2 separate regions of the Mus musculus genome follow, and region 2 is linked to region 1. A link is a contact called in public ChIA-PET data. All regions are on one chromosome and are shown on one strand. The core of a region is the stretch at or near the end of the contact, and the rest is flanking DNA. Distances in the headings are between cores, read along the strand shown.

Region 1 (3,003 bases), core at 197-2,696:
TAGAGCTTGTATTGAATCTGTACATTGATTTTGGTAGATTCACCATTGTCATAATAGACTCAGACAACCCATAAGTATGAAGGAAGCTCCATTTTCTAGTGTCTTGCTCAATCTCTTTGTTTAGAGTCTTAACGTTTTCATTGCAGACATCTTTTACTTCGTTGGTTTAACTGATTCCTACTTAATTTTCTTTGGGGCTATTGTAAATGGAAATGTTTCCATGATCTCTTTCGGAGAATTTTGGTGTATATAGAAAAGCTACTGATCTTTATAAATTAGTTTAGAAGACCCAAACACGATACACATAGCTACAGCTGTATGTGTATTTGAAAGAGATGACAAAAATATGCACTGGAAAAAAGGCATGATCTTCGACAAATTGTGCTGAGAAAACTGAATGCTCATATGTAGAAAAATGAAATAATAGCCGTATCTATCACCCTGACCAAAAATTGTCTTAAAATGGGTCAAAGAACTCATGTAACACCTAAAAAACTGGAACTGCTAAAAGAAAATATAGGCATAACATAGGTGGGAAGGAGCTTCGGTCGAGGAAGCCTTTTGCCAAGGAACTAAGACCAACAATTGACAAGTGGGTCCTCATACAACTAAAGCCTTCTGTACTACCAAGGAAACCATCAGTCAAGTAAAGAGTAACCCACAGGCTGAGGGAGAATCTTTGCCAGATATATATCTATGTATGTGTGTGTATATATTTATATATCTATACATACACATATATGTATGATTAATAGTCAGAATATAAAAAGAACTCAAAAACAAATGAACAAACAAAAAACCCAAAGAACCGAGAAGACAAAGGACCCAATTTAAAACTGGGCTCTGCAAACACTGAGCAAAGATTGAAACCTTGGAACACCGAGCTCTAAATGGGAGGTCTCCTGCAAATCCCTCACCTCCAGATCTCAGTAAAGCCCACTGCAGGAGGAGGCAGAAAGAGTGTAAGAGCCAAACGGGCTGGAGGACACCAGGAAAACAAAGCTCTACAAATCAGTGGTTCTCAACCTTCCTAATGCTGCGACCCTCACATTGTGGTGACCCCCAACCATAAAATTATTTTTCACTGCCATGTCTTAACTAATTTGGCTGCTGTCATGAATCACAGTGTAAATGTCTGTGTTTCCTGGTGGTCTTAGGTGACTCCTGTGGGTCAGAACCCACAGGTTGAGAATGGCTGATCTAGAATCTTCCTTAACAGACTGATGTCTTGTGTGCCCTGCTCCCGTGCCCTGTGCAACTCATCTTGTTTCCTGATCCCCATCCCGGAATTGCTGCTTATGCTCTATTAACTTGCACTGTTCTCCTAGAGGCCCCTGCTGAGCAGGGCAGATGATTTGCCCCAACCTTCCCCTGTCATGATCCTCTCTTGCTGCCCCCACGGATTCAGTTTTCATGCCCTCCCCAACTCCAAACGCTGGTGGTTGGACAGGAACTAAAGCCTTCCCAGTGCAAGACGCCTCGGTGCCCTGTGCTTCGTCAGGCTGACACAGGATGTTATCTCTCCTTTTTCAGAAGAGTAACACGGTCAGACAGCTGGCTCATTTCCAGTACACTTTATTACTTGGGGAACTTTGCCTTTCTGATAATGCTGGTTCTTAAACTCCTACCTGGATGGGGATTTTGTTTTCATTGTGCTGTTGGCTGAGTTTCGGTTTCCTTTCCGGTCCTTATTAGTTAAGTTTCAGTTCTGTTTCTCAGTGTAGTCCCTTTCCCTTTCCTCATATGATGTTATTGTTCTTCTCTGCTTTTTAACCTGATTAAAATAAACCAGTTATTGCAAGGCAGATGTTCCCTAGCAGGAGCTTTCAAAATATTGAGAGCTCAGTACCTTGTCTATCCACTTTAGATCAAGGAAAAGCCATTTACTTTATTAGATTAGGTACCGGTTTGTGAACACACTGGCTTGCTCCTGGGAAATCCTACAGAGTGAGCGGATCACCAAGGATTCCCAACTCGCTAGTGAATTTAAGGGACCTACACAAAGTGCTGAGAACTCTCTGGGCTGAGGAACATTCTGGTCACAAGATGGAGAAGGGTCTATAATCTCATTTTTTTTTCTCTTGGCAAACAGTTACTTGATGCTCTGTAGAAATCCAAGCTCCACACGGTCCCCAATGGAGGAGTTAGAGAAAGGACTGAAGGAGCCACCAACCAATGAGTACAGATGGAGGGACCCATGGCTCCAACTGCATATGGAGGGACCCATGGCTCCAGCTGCATATGGAGGGACCCATATCCAGCAGAGCATGGCCTTGTCATGAATCAATGGGAGGAGTCCTTGGTCCTGTGAAGGCTTGATGCCCCAGTGCAGGGGAATTCGAGGGTGGGGAGGCAGGAGTGGGTGGGTGGGTGGGTGGGTGGAGGAGCACTCTCATAGAAGCAGGGGGAGGGGGATAAGAGAGGGGGTTTGGGGGGCTGGGAAGTGGGATAACATTTGAAATGTAAATAAAGAAAATAAATAAATATTTAAAACAAAACAAACCAACCAAAAAACCCAACAAATTCAGGCTCTATTTTTCAAGTTACATGCCATTCTCTTATAGTGGATGTATTTGCTCAAAGGTTATCTTGGAACATTAATTCATTTGAAGATTTTTCTTTTCCTTTTTGCTGATTTAGGATTATTTCCTCACGGTGCAATCACGGTTACAAAACTTACCAAAATCTTTTAAATGCTGGCTTTAATTTTTTTTAAGATGCTGTGTGCACCACGGTGTATATGTGGAGATCAGAGGGTAACTCGGGGGAGTTGGTTCTCTCCTCCTCCATGCTGGTCCCAGGGCTTGGACATTGGGTTTGACAGAAGCTGCCTTTAGCTCCCGAGCCACCTTCCCATCGTCCTGAGGACACTTTCATATACAATGACATTATATTCTGCCTCGCCCTTCCCTCCATAATCTGTATCTCCCCACACACATCTCAGTTTTAGGTAACTCTTGTTACCTATTGTCATTACTTTACATGAGGGACCCAGTAGTGTAC
Region 2 (3,003 bases), core at 306-2,805, 350 kb after region 1:
CTGCTCTTTTTCTCTGCATGTTGACCAGAGTTGGTCTCTGTGTTAACATCATCCACTACAAAAAAAAACAAACAAAAAACTGCTGAGTTATCTTGTGTGTGTAGTGATAAGAACTTAGGGAGCAGTTAATTACTATGTCCATTTAGTACTATGTCCAATAGTACCCTTTTATTTATTTATTTATTTATTTATTTATTTATTTATTGACAACACAAGGGAATCATACGCCTGAAAGCAACCTGCGAACATGACTTTCCCAAAGCCAATATAGCCATGGCTTGTTTTGCTCTCATCTTCTCCAAGATCGCTGGCTAGCTTAATCATGTTGCTCTTATTTAAACTATACATTATAATCTTGTGAAATTTGTTTCTTCTGGGATGTCTAATGATTTCAAACTAAACTCCCAATGACTCAGGAATTCCAGGCAACTCCTAGGCCTACAAAACCAAAACCTCCTCCCACAATAGGTAAGATAGGCAGAGTCTTGTGGTTCCTCATCTACATGGGCATAATTATAGAAGGTGATTGATTGTCACGTTTTTGTACCCAGGAAAGACTTTTGGGACTATAGTTCTCCAGGAAATTGTGGCAGGAGAGTCAGAAACTGGGGAGAACGTTCTAGAAATTACCACATAAAAGGTAACAGCAACAGAAAGAGCTGAATCCACCTCCAGTCTCTCCCTGTGCTTCATTGAGCCTGGAGATATTCTGAAAAGTACACACACAGTCTTGAGAGAGTCAGGTACTGTGTTGACTCATAAAAAAAGTTCCTTCCTCTTGGAGGCAGGCCACAGAGGAGATAGGGCACCTCCTAGTCCTTCTGGCTCTCCCTGTCCTGTAACTCCCATGGGTCTCTATACAGTTCATTGTGCATTGCACATGGGAACCATGCCTACTTCCAGACTTGATCCACACCTGTAGGAACTGAAGCCAGTAGTATTTGGCTACTACCAAAAGATTTCAATTTATTCATGTCATTTTGTTATTTTTTTCAGTGTTTATTATTACTAGACATTTATATTATAAGTGACATGAAGTTCACATATGATTATTAATGAATTATTCCTACTGTAAATAACACTGAAAACATGCACACATAACAAGCCAAGTGTAACATCAGATATCTGGTCAACATTTCTCTCAGTAGTGATTTGTTATTGATGTTTGTTGCTGTTCTTTGAGTGTGATTATTTACTCCCTGACAGTTTTACAGAATACTAGGAAATAGTTTGTAAAGGACTTTTTTTAAAGCATAGAAGTAGTACTATAACATTAACTTTTGTGCATTTGGTTACCTTTAATTTTTGTCTTAGAGACCTACAGTATAACTCTCTTTCCTAAGGAGACACTTGACCTCATGACCTTTGTTACTTACTTTTTGTTGTGTTTATCCACTTTGGGCTCAGATTCCTAGAAGGTACACATCAGGTCCCCCAGAAATGGTTACCATTGTGAGGGAGACCATTAAATACATTGTGAGTGAGCACATGAGAGAATGTAGTGGGACCTGCTTTTAGTCACCACTTCTTGTTATTCATACGGACTTCTTTGTAACAGGCTTTTGCGGCAACTTGTAGAAAGAAGTGAAACTGGTAATTCGTCATTTCTCTTTGGTTGAAGGTTTGATGAAAAAAAAAAAAAGAAAAACAAAACTACATAATGAGACCACTCAGGAAACATGACACGGAGATTCATAACCGAGAATCGGTAGTAGGAAAAAGAGAAAACAAGTTTTTCATTTAAAAAAAATGAACAGCGTGATTTTTTTCATTTTATTTTTTGTTTTGTGTACATTGGTGTTTTGCCTGCATGCGTATCTGTGTGAGGATATTGGATCCTCTGGAACTAGAGTTACATACAGTTGTAAGCAGCCATGTGGGTGTTGGGAATTGAACCCTGGTCCTCTTGAAGAGTACCCAGTGGTACTCTAAACAACTGAGCCATCTCTCCAGCCCCCATAATGTTTTTTTTTTCTAAAGGAGGGGGAGGGGAGAGACCAAAGCAAAGCAAAACCCACTGCCAGGCTCTGAAATACAGTTCACTCTCTTGTCACTCCCTTTACCACTCCCAGGCCAGCCTGGCATCTGTCCTGCCTGTCCTTGAAAGCATATTTCCAAAGATGTCTTGTAGAGTTTGGTTATGTCCAATTCCATGTGCTCATTTCCTCCTTTGATTTATAAACATTGCTTATGCTTCCTTGCTTGCTATACATCTGTAATGAACATTAGAAAATTTCTAAATTGACTCTGTGTGTAAATTTCTTGACCATAGAGGTGGAATGTCTCTGCTTTTATTCTGTTTCCCCTTCATATTTAGCCTAGAGCTGAATTTAGGGTGGAGAAGGACAGACACAAGGATGGTGTGCTTCAGTCCAGTTCTTGGTTTCTCTGTCACCAAAGAGAACAGAAGGTCATCCTAAGACATATAGAGGAAGGTTTGCAAAGAGCTTTGAGCAGTGGCATTCATATATGGCTCTTAAGGGATAGGTCGTAAGTCTCGTAAGATGCCTTTTGGTTGATCATATGATGTGATGCCTGAAGATCAACTTTAGTGAACCTTAGGTGTGTATGTTAGAGTGGGTGGGGTATAAATAAGCTTGGTATCACCTAAAACAAGGTGAATGTTTCTTTTGGGTGGAAGGATGAATTTAAGACTTGGAAGACTTAGAGGGAAGCAGTGAACTGAGTTACCAGTAGATGTGAAATTGGCATTCACTGACAAGGAGAGAGTGAGGAATGTGCTGGGAGAGCCCGTAAAGCTTCGTGTACAATCACGGTGCGCTATGACAGTAAACGTGGAGAGATGAGAACAAACTCCCATTTCTGTCTGCAGTAAAGATCCCTTTCTTTAAAAGTCTTCAATCTGTATTTTGGTCCACATGGAATGGGAAACACATGACCCTATTTCCTGCCTTGTCTTTCGGGCACTTTTCACATTCCAGTAATAGGAAGTTATCAAATTATTTATGCTTGCCACACTTTAACATTCTTATGCTTTGTTTA

Evidence for each region. ChIA-PET counts read pairs in DNA pulled down with a chosen protein or histone mark.
Region 2: an RNA polymerase II ChIA-PET map of memory CD8 T cells shows a contact between it and region 1, with 12 read pairs. The contact joins two enhancer-like sites. A contact is called at or near these places in 2 of 115 datasets of contacts at active chromatin or transcription factors (memory CD8 T cells and thymic regulatory T cells).

Annotation. Positions count from the first base shown.
Region 1 is chr1:105,970,390-105,973,392 of GRCm38.p6, forward strand. No RefSeq gene overlaps it. Among named protein-coding and RNA genes, the nearest start is that of Gm7160, 18 kb to the right of the region's middle. Within about 2 kb of position 1,447, at least 173 of the 459 cell types and tissues checked have an H3K27ac peak or open chromatin away from gene starts, as enhancers often do. A contact at or near this core is called in memory CD8 T cells, where this site is marked.
Region 2 is chr1:106,320,031-106,323,033 of GRCm38.p6, forward strand. The region is part of intron 4 of Phlpp1 (PH domain and leucine rich repeat protein phosphatase 1); the gene reads left to right. Among named protein-coding and RNA genes, the nearest start is that of Phlpp1, 150 kb to the left of the region's middle. Within about 2 kb of position 1,556, at least 61 of the 459 cell types and tissues checked have an H3K27ac peak or open chromatin away from gene starts, as enhancers often do. A contact at or near this core is called in memory CD8 T cells, where this site is marked.